Regions from separate parts of the Mus musculus genome. Here region 1 is linked to region 2. Evidence: chromatin contacts called from public Hi-C data. All regions are on one chromosome and are shown on one strand. The core of a region is the stretch at or near the end of the contact, and the rest is flanking DNA. Distances in the headings are between cores, read along the strand shown. Region 1 holds the start of Septin2 (septin 2). Region 2 holds the start of Hdac4 (histone deacetylase 4).

Region 1 (5,226 bases), core at 1,909-4,408, 1.3 Mb after region 2:
AGCTGATCAGTGTGAGCCACAGAAAGGAGATCCAACTGCAGTCTATTATGAATCATGCAACAGGCTATCACTAAAAAGCACAAGAGCCATGAAGAAAGAGAGAGATATAGGAACCAAGCCAACAGAGACCAGACCATGCCAGTGCCATAGCACCTTCGCTGTCTCAAAGAACCTGGGACAAGAACTAAGTGTGGCCACGACTCATCAAGAGTGTTGCATCTCTTTCTGTTCATCAGAGCTAACAGAGCTTCTAGAATCAAGTTAAGTATTAGGAGGCATAGTTATACTCTGTAGCCCAGGCTGGCCTTGAATCTCTACATCTACCTGATTAGCCTCCCAAGTGTTGGAATTATAGACACATACCTTCTACCATTTCTGGTGTGTAGCTGTTTCTTTTCAAAGGTTGCTTTTTATTTTATGTGAGATTTGTCTAAATACATATATTGGCAATGAAGAATCTATCTTACAAAGTATCATAGGTCATCTCAATGGTCATAATCCTGTCCAACCTGTCAGACTGAGAAGGTACTGAATATACACCATTAAGACATCTTCATACAATCTCAGCTAAGCCCTCTACCATTCAAGAAGTTAACCATATGTTTGTCCAATTCTCAACCTTTTGCTGTATGCCATTGGCTATAATATTATACCTTCCCTTCCCTACTCTTTCTGTTTACAACACTCCTTCCTGCCAACTCTACCTGGAAATACTCTGTAATCATTCTTTAAACTCCAGTTTCAGGACCATTATATTTTTGGGGGAGGAGCGGGGAGACAGGGTATCCTGTAGGTCAAGCAGACCTTGAACTCACTATGTAGAAGAGCTGACACTGACCTCCTGATCTTTCAATACACAGTGCTGATTACTCCACAATACAAAGCGCTGGATTACTGATTTACAATCACATTCTTTATGAAGGATTTTCAACAAGTAATCATAGTCTACTTCCTATCTCTTTTACATATTTCCACTATGGGCTTTGCAGTAAGTAATCATAGTCTATTTTCTATTTCTTTTATATACTCTCATTATGGTACAAATTAGCCTGCAAAATAAGCTTTCTTTCGCAAGTGTTATCTTCTACAGGAAATCATAAAGAGCTAGAAAAAAGGGAAAAATGATGTTTTTCTATCTCTGCACCCCCAGAATCCCTAACATGTGTGGCACTCGGCTCTTTAATGTTAAAGAAATGAGGTTATTAGGCTGATATTAGACATTTAGAAGGTCAAAATAAAACTAAAAGAAATGTACTTGAAAGCCTATTTGGCCACTGAGAAGTGGGCCTGCCCACAAGAGAGAGAGGAAAAAAATAAGGATCTGCTTGTGTGTGTCCCTGTCTATTCTGACCTGTCTGCCTCTTTCGGGTATTCTCAAGATGAAGTAAGTGTCTAAGCAGTGCAGGCCTCTAACCAACGCTACCAACAAAGCTTGGGTGCCATTGGAAATTACTTAACTGGTTTTCAAAAATACTATTTCTGAGACTGGAAAAGATATGCTCCATTATCTCTAAGTTTAAAGATGTCATAATAGGTTAAGAGTTGTTTTGAATCCATAAGTAGTAATTCACTTAAAAACAAAACAAAAGCCCAAAGCCCCTTTTAGAGCTACATTAAATGACTGCTTTTAAGTATCCCCATAGCTAACATAATTAACAAATTTAGCCTATGGGTACTTTAAATCTTCAAAACGTAAGCTTAAGCAATAGGTTTCACCCAGTGTTTTCCTATTCACACCCGATTCCATAATAGAAATTTAGCTTGTAGCTACTACTAGCTTCAAACAAAATTTTGTGACTGGTTTAACTGGGCTTCAGAAAGTTACTAAGAAAGTGGCTCTTTAAATGGACACCAACAAATATGTGAAGTCATTGTTTGAGAGCTTAAGGTGACTAGCAAAACCCAAAGCTGAAGGGCGAGCCAAGTTGTAAGTGAAGATTATAACCCTCCAATTTTCCCCATGCTTTATCCTTGTCTGTAAAGATAATAAAACCCAAGACAGTCTCCTTTGGTTCAGTTATATCGTATGCAAACACATGCCCAGTCGACCCTCCAATCTTCTAATTCAGACAGGATATGCAGTGTAGCCTCGAGCACTGGGATACTTTACTCAAAGTAATAACGCACAAAAAAACCACTCCCTCACAACAAGGCATGTGTCAGAACAGTTCGGAATACCGACACTGTGCATATCACCCACTAGGGTTGCGCGATTGCTGTTTCTTCTCTGGGGAGGTACTCTAGGGTGTTTTCCTATAGAAAGGCCTTGGTGAAAGGCCTAAGGTAGGAGTTTACGATCGCTGACCAGCCAGGGGACCTCCTGCGATTGAAGGGAAGGACAACCCGAGCCAGGCCGCAGCCCAGTACTGCACCTTCCCAGCCAGCTTCAAGCCGGTCGCAGAGAGCAGGGCATGCCGCAGATCTCTCCGCCCGCCCCAGTCTGAAAGAGGGTAGGGGGCCGTGCCGGCTCCGCCCTCCCCCGCGGGGCATGGGCTCACGACCACACAGGAAGGCCACGTCCCCAGGGACAGGCACCACTCTATGGTGTGCATGGGGGGGGGGAGACCCACGTGACCAGCACGTAGCCAATCCCGGGACGACAGCCCGCCATAGAGACGGCCGCAGAGGCGGCTAGAGATGCCCGCCGGCAAGTCACAAGCGCCCGCCTATCCCGGCTCGGTGTTCCTAGCTCGGTGCTGCCGCCATCTTCCAGGAGGAAAGGATAGAGGCAAAGGGCTCCCTCCCCTTCACTGCTCCGCACTCACGCTGCCACCTGCCCGCCCCCGGTCGTCTCTCGCTCTCAATGGACACCTTATTCCTCCTTAGTAAATATCCTTCCCACAACTCTAGTTTCCCATAAAGCGGAGAATCTCGTTACCTGCTCCTCTTTTATTAGCGTGAGGAATCCAAGCTCATAAGGTAGGAACTGTGGCGAAACAGGAACAAGACGCCATCTTGGTAAAGGAGAAGAGGCTACGCTTGACCTCCCCCCGCCCCCAGCCTCTATATGGCCAACCGCCGTGGGAGGGGCACAGCGCCTGCGCAGAGGCGGACGGCAGGATCGCGTCCACGCTTGCGCTCTGCATGCAACCGCGGAGGAGGGGACTACTCGGGGCCCAGGAAGGAGTTGGCAAGGGGCGGGACGGCGCGATGACGCCATCTGTTCGCGCGCGCTCTACTGGGCGGGGCAGGTCCGTGCTCTCGCCTGACGAGCGTTCTCCGGCGTGTGAGCGGGTAAGTGTGTGGCAATGTGTACCCACTGTCGCGCGGGCTCGAGTTGAGCTGGCTGTCCTGAGAAAGGGCTAGAGTTCTGCCCTCGCCCGGGCCGCCTAGGCGGTGATAACGGGTACGGAAGTGAGCGCGTGGGGGAGGGGCGGCCGCACCCTTAGTCCGGGGCTCCAGCGATGGATGCCTGGCTGGCGTCGTCCCTTCGAGGACAACTGGACGGGCGGCCCCCATCTGGGTGATCCTGCTGGCCAGGTCCAGGGCATTGGGGCGGGCGTGGCTGGGCCCAGTGAAGTTATGGCGCACAGTCCAAATACTATGTGGTGGAGAGTCGGGCGTTAGGTTCACATCTACGAAGCACTTGCGGGGCCATCTTCCCACGTAACGGTGCCATTTCGTCCTAGGGATGAAAAGGACTAGTCACCCTGGGATGTTAATGAAGTTCCCCAATTTAAGGCAGTGACAGGAGCGTTATGGAGTGGTTTGTCTGCTGTGGCCTTCCCCGAGGTAGTGCGACGCTAGACAAAGGGCTGCAGCCCTGTAAGTGACACGGGAAAGGGAGCATGGAGTGGAGGCCTTTGACTGAGAAGCCATGAAGTCTAACTCTGAAGCGGACCGCAGGCCCAGACCACGCCTGGCCCTTTTGTATCTTCCGGCCTCATTTGTTAGTGGCGCCTTGCCTTGTCCTGTACTACGTTTCCAGACTTTCAACACATAGAACTTCTAGTTCAGACCGTTGTGGTCTCTATGGCTGGTTTTAACCCAGTTTACTCCTCGTGTCTGGAGCGCAGTTAATCTCGAACATTCTCTGTCTAATGTTTATCTGTTGTGTAGTTCCTGTTCGCTGCTTGTTATTAGTTAGGACTCTCACTGGATTCGATATCCTTTAGACGGTTTAAGTGTTTCTCTGGCGTCAAATATTGGGGTCCCTACTGTCTATCAAGGGATTTAAGTTTTAGGTTTTCAACCGGGCGTGGTGGCGCACGCCTTTAATCCCAGCACTTGGGAGGCAGAGGCAGATGGATTTCTGAGTTCGAGGCCAGACTGGTCTACAAAGTGAGTTCCAGGACAGCCAGGGCTATACAGAGAAACCCTGTCTAGAAAAAAAACTTAGGTTTTTTGTTTTTTTTTTTTTTTCCTTAGTAGTGAAAATTGTTTTAGTATCTTAGATACATTTTTAAAATCCGTCTTGTTAACATAAGGAAAAACAGGAGTTTTGAAGAGGTCATAAAGGCTGTTTCTTCATGATGCTTCTAATTTGAGACTCCTTATTTTCAATGGCTTTTCTGGTAGTTGCCATTCAGGAATTCTTTGCAATACCCAGCATTCAAACTGTCAGTGTGTGCTGCTATATCTAATTTTGGGGATGATTTTTTTAGTTTTAAAAGTTGTCCTGATCCTTTTTTATCATTTTTCCACCTAGTGTCCCCCCCCCCCCCCCCTTTACAGAGCACCAGAGGTCAGTAAAGAACAAGAGCTTCTCCTTCTGGGTTTGCTGGGTAGCCTAGGGAAAGGAGGTGGGGCCTCCCTCTATTATCAATCGTGAATGTAATTAAGCTCCCTTTGTTTGTGGCTTGCTGCTCCAAGCTCCATTAAGAGTGTTGTCTTGCATAATGTGCTTGTACAGTCTTCAAATCTAAGAAATCTAAATGGCAAGAGAGTCTAGGCTCTTTGGATAAAAGCTCTTCAGGATCCTACACTGAGGAGTCTTTGGGGATTAGGGGTAATGTATACAAATGTAAAAATTTGTGTACATGAATGATGGGTCCTTTGAGTATTCCATTATTATAAATGCCACTTGCAAAAATGGGTCTTGTTCACCTAGTCATCTTTTGACTCATAATTGGGTGATAGTGTTACTCTCTGATATAAAGAAGCCGTGGGTCAAGTGTAAGGAACTTAATAACTTCTGACATCTGAAATATGCAATGTGAAAGAATAAAATTCTAGTTTGACTATATATCTTTGATATGGGGGATCTAACTGATCTTCGATCTGTAC
Region 2 (5,403 bases), core at 2,725-5,224:
GTTAGTTTGCAAAAGCTCTTTATATATACTGGCTATTAATCTCACAGAGGCCAAATAGGTTACACATTTTTTTTCTCTCTTGTCTCTGAATCTTGGTTATAGAGTCTTTCTCCAAAGATTTTCTTCTTACTATTAAATCTGCCAATATTTTCTCTTAAGGCACTGTCTTGGTTTTAGGATAAGAACACTTGAGTGCTGTAGTTCCTCAGTTAGTGGTTACATTCTTCCAATAAAAATTTCCCATGTAAGTAAGACTACCAGTAGCACTAAGCAGCTCTGAGAAATGGGCACAGACCATAGGCTGTCTGCTGCCAATCACCGCCTGCTTGCACAGCCTTGGAACTTCTCAAGACTCAAGCAAGCAAGAACAGGCTGTAACAACCACCAGCCAACTGGACTGCTCTGATTTCTGTGATACTCGGGATAGATAGAACCCAGAGCCTTTCAACATTACACAGAAGGCACAACGAAGACATTAAAGTCACTTTTCTGACTCAAATGAAACCCAGAGCGGTGACAGCTCAGAAGGGCAGACAACCTAACACCATACTGGGAAAGTATTCCAAATTATCTTCTCAAAGTAGCTGTGCTCTTCCAAACAACTCAATAACACTAACCTTCCACACAGGCTCATCCTGGGCCCAAAGCAGAGGTAAAGAAAGGCTCAGCCTTTGGGACTCAAGGCTGCCATTCCTCTCACATCCCTGCTATCAAGGGTGTGTAGCATCACCTATTTCTTGTAGCTGTGGGAGCAATAGAGGAGACGAAGATGGAAAGTGCTCAAAGAATGGCCCATGGCTCTTACTGGGTGCTCATTTAAACATCTGCTACTGACTTGTGTAATCTCCTGATCCAGGGAAGGAAGACACTCTCATCTACTCAGGACCTTACAGTGTTCTAACCGGGTCCAGTTACATGGAGGGTCTCAGTGGGGTCCATTTGTGTGGACCCCAGTCTGGCCTTTCAGGAAGTACGGAGGCATGTCTGAGAGGCAAGGGCAGCAGCAAAGCCAAGAGCAGCTGCAGATGCCAGACCACATTCCACCCTAAACAAAGCCCATCCTGCTCACTCACATGAGCCCAAGAGCAAACAACTGACCTCCTGACAGCTCAGAGCACTCTGCAGAAATGGACTAGGGTCTGTTCAAATGCAGCAGCACTTCTGATTCTGCCCCCCTCCGTCACCTGCACCTCAAAGGTCAGTGTCACACTTAAGGCCCAGAGTTGGCTGAGCAGCAGGACACTGGATGGTCACTGGAGACCAAGACAAAGCCACTCCAAAAATCTCTTTGGGGCCCCTACCCCAAGACTGGGTTACAACCAATGGGACATGAGCTCAACTCTGGATTCACCCTCTGAAGCCTGCATAGTCACCCCAGGGCCCAGAGACATCAAAAGCCCTGGTCCTGGGACTGAGCCCCCCCACGCCACCCCAATCTTCCCGTGCAGCAGGTGTCTCTCATTTCTGCATCTCCCTGGCTCCCTACATCAGGTATTAATGTATTACTTATGGCAGCTTCAGAGTTCTGAAAAACCAGCCGTTTTCAATAGAAAATGGCATGGACAAGGCTTGACAGGAGTGATGAAATTTTCTTCTGCTCTGGCAATTAGGACGGCACAAAGTCGCCTTTCCTTTGGTGCCACCCCCAACATCAAAGGATTGGAATTCAAAGCCGTTCATGCTGCATTGAAACCTCACAATGAGGCTGGAAAATGGAAGTCGATTACTGGGCAAAAATATGCAGTAGTTAAAAGGAAAGAGTTCTAACGAAATTAAGCTGCAGCAGCCCCACGACGTGTGGAAACTTCCAGCACCAGAGCTCTTCTGGTAAACATCAAGAGGGACATCCTCCTAACACAGGTTTGAAAGCAAAGTCAAGCTAGGAGCCAGGAGCCCCAGGAAGATAGAGTGCTATGTTCTCTTGCCCACCTCACCAGCAGCAGCCCCTAGCTTCTGAGAAGGTGCCATCTGGGGGCTTTATATGTTGCACAGCTCTCTGATGTTGCTAACCACAGACATTCTTGCTAGGGCTGCTTAGGTCACATCTGTCCTTGGTCTCTAGGCTATCCAGGCCCCGTCTGCAGTTCACAGTCATTCTTCTCCCCCACAGGGCTCCCAGATACCCTGTAAGCAGCCTGCAGACCCCTAAAGGGGGCAGTGTTACCTCTGCCTTCTAGCAAACCCAGCCTCTTCTGGGTGATTACTGCTCTTCAGGAAGGCATTTGATCTTTAAAAGAAAAGCCAGAACACAGAAAACCATAGAAGTCTTACAGTGTGTCGGGTGTGTGTTTTTAAAGCATGAAAATACTTCCCTCCCACACAAACGGGGAGTTCTTCTGGGGAAAGATGCCACAGATCCCGAGGAGTGGCAGATCTGGGAAAGCGGATGGGTCTTAAAAATAGACAATTGAACCTAGACTAGAGCTGCAAAGCTACCTGGGGGAAAAAAATGAGAATTTTTAACTAAATCTCACATATTTTTTGATATCCAAAACTCCATCCTGATGAAACTTCTAACTGGGTGGCATTTTGCATTTCCAATTATAATGGAGTAATTGTGTTGCCATAGTGACTGCAAAATTCTGCAATAACTTTTGCTGCCTTGTAACTGCTATAGTGTATATTTGTGTACAAGCAGCTGAGTTTTCTTAATTCAACCTCCTTGCCTCTCCACAAGCACTACACCTACCTACACCACCACCACCACCATCACCTTCTTTCTGGGTGGATTTTGAAACCACTACACTAGCTTTCATCAAGCCGGTCCTGAAATAATGCACGGAATTATCAGAAGCAATTAAAACTCCTGGCAACCTCGATCATATCACGGAGGAAAAACCGAAACCAGGTCAAGGTGCAAGCCGCCAGCATCCCCCTAGCCCCAAAGTGCGACAGGGCCATGGCTGTTTACACGTTAATACTCGCAGGCCTTAAATGCTTAGGTGGTTTGTGGGAACAGACAGAAAAGCCTGAGCAGAGAAAAGCAGGGAGGCAAAGTGACTACACAGGCCTTTCCTTCCTCCCCGGGCAGGCAGAGTGGCTCTCGGAAAGCAATTAGGTAGGTCTCTACAGTAATGCAATTAGGATTTAGTTAAGAAAGTCATTAGTTCTAAAATAACTTAAGTTTAATTTCTGCGACGCTTTATTTGAAAATCGTGTCACAGCAGGTCAATTTACAGCATGCAATAACCAAAACACTGCTATCAGCGGCTGCAAGTTATTAACAAATTCTCGGTGTGCATTAAAGGAGAACACGGGTTCCACACCCGGCCTTTCCGACCGACTCCCGCTGTGTGAGCTACAAGCTGTGCCTTCGGAACCCTCGCTCAGGGTGGACACCGGTCGTCTCCGGGGCTAGCGCAGCTCCTCGCCAGCCCAGCGACGGTCCGGGCCCGGCCGCGGCCCCCGCCCCGCCGCCCGCCGCCGCCGAGGGGCGTTTTCTGCAAACTCACAGGCTGACAAAGTTACATAAACGCCCCGGCCCCCGCCCCCGCGCGCCCACCTGCCCGCCCGCCGGCGCAGGCCGCTCTCCCGCCCGCCAGCCCGCGGCGCAGGGCCCCGAGGCCTCGGCGGGGCCGGGCGTCCACCTGCCGCCAGCAACCGGGCGGCGCGGACAATGACGGCCGGTGGCTTACCGCGGCGGCGGCGGGCCGCGTCTAGCCCTGCTCCGGCGCTCCGAGCCGCATCTCCTCAGCCTGCGCCGCCGCCGGCGGGCGGGCGGGCTCGGGCGGCGACGGCGACAGCAGCCGCGTTGAGCGGGCCGGGCGTGAGGCGGCGCGGCGGCGGCGGCGCGAGCAGGCGCGCGGGCTCGGGCTCGGGCGGCGGCGGGGATGGTGCTCCGCGGCAGCGGCCCCACAACCTCCCCTCCTCATTCACAAAAAATTGACCCACGTTGAACCATGATGCTGCTCCCCCTCGAGCGCAGAGCCGCGCGGGGATAGGCCGCGCCCTACGCCCGTCAGGCGCCCCAGCCCCGCCCCTCCCGTCGGCGGCCCACCAGCCATTGGCTACAACGGCTTTGCGTCACCTCCCCCCGTGGGCGCCGCCCCCTGCCTGGTTTCTAATGAAGAAAGCGTCAATTACGGCTCGGCCCCGCCTCCAAGAATTCAGCCGCCCTTCCATTGGTCCGAGAGTCCTAAGTCCGCCCCACAATAGCCCAACAGCCAGCCCCGCTTCGCGGGCGCTGCGAAGGGGCTCCGCCTTCGTCCGCCCTTCTCAAAAGTTCCAAACCCCATTGGCTCCCAGCATTGTCAATTCTAATGAGCGGGGCGTACCGAAGACTCTCCAGGCGCCCGCTCTGAGAGCTTTTGCTGTTTTAGAAAGAGCAGGGAGCTGGTGCGCGAACTGATTGAAGCCGTGGACAGACCTCCTTGGCAGCCCGCGGCGCTGCCCGGGTCAATACAGTGTGCCTGAGCGCCTGTCTCATGCTCTAAGGGGGCGCGGAAGAGCACAGACTAAGGCGAGGGCCCGGCCGGGCCTGGCGGCAACCTCCATCTTAGGCAAGGCACAGATCACGTGGGCTGCGTGCGGGGGACGCCGAGCCCAGAGGGAGTGCGCAGGCGCGGCGGGCCCCGCCCTGCCCCGGGGCAGGCGCGCCGCTTGGGGGTGCGGCTGTGACTGTGGGGCCTTGCGTGGCCGTGGGAACTGGGGGTTCTGGGACCGCTGCTGTTGCGGAGGTGTATTCTTGGTTCGCCGCCACGGCGTCCCGGTTTGTTGGGACCACCCCTTCTCTGAGGTTCTTCTAGACCTGGGCCAAGCGCCTATAATTGGCGTTCACGAATGTGGATGGGCGTGAAAGGCCATCCTTCTGGCTCCCTTGGGTCCATTTCCTTTCATCAGGAGAGTAGTGCAATTTCTCATCCTGTGTCCATGATATTTCCAGAATCCCACATCCAAAACGAAGACAAGAGCATCTGGTCCACCCTACATGGCCTGACCTAGGATGCTGACCTATTTACTAGGCCTTGCCTGATAGGAGTTGAGTAGAGATTTAATAGCATTTTTGTTCCATGACTGGGGGAAAATTGAAGGTAAAACAATTCGCAAGAAGCAATAGATTCTTTTCATTATCTCAAGGTAATACTGAGTTAGAAAGCTTCATTCACTGGGAGAAATTCATACTCTAGGATAGCTCAGCTGTGAAGCCAAGGGATGAATTGTGGAATAGAAAAGAGCAGAAGAAAATGACCGCACTTAGGAGTGCTAGTGCAGCTGCTTATAGAAAAGTACACTACCAAATTTACATACAAAATAATGCAGGATCTGCAGCCTGCTAACATTTAGATGAAACATGAAGTTCAGAAGTACTTGAAAGGATAAAGACATGCAATAATCACAGATTTGGTGAGTACTGAGTAAAGACAACCCTAAACAAAAGTGCCATGAGAAAGTGCTGGAATATAA

What was found. A called contact is a pair of places that touch in the nucleus more often than the background predicts.
Region 1: a contact with region 2 is called in a Hi-C map of myocytes, with 9 times the contacts expected there. The contact joins the promoter of Septin2 here to the promoter of Hdac4 in region 2. A contact is called at or near these places in 1 of 39 promoter capture datasets (pre-B cells) and 1 of 484 Hi-C or Micro-C datasets (myocytes).

Annotation. Positions count from the first base shown.
Region 1 is chr1:93,475,835-93,481,060 of GRCm38.p6, forward strand. Septin2 (septin 2) reads left to right here and starts at 3,159. Exons shown (of 13, transcript NM_010891.2): 1 at 3,159-3,234. It also overlaps a transcript of Hdlbp not described here.
Region 2 is chr1:92,176,367-92,181,769 of GRCm38.p6, forward strand. Hdac4 (histone deacetylase 4) reads right to left here and starts at 3,975. Exons shown (of 27, transcript NM_207225.2): 1 at 3,892-3,975.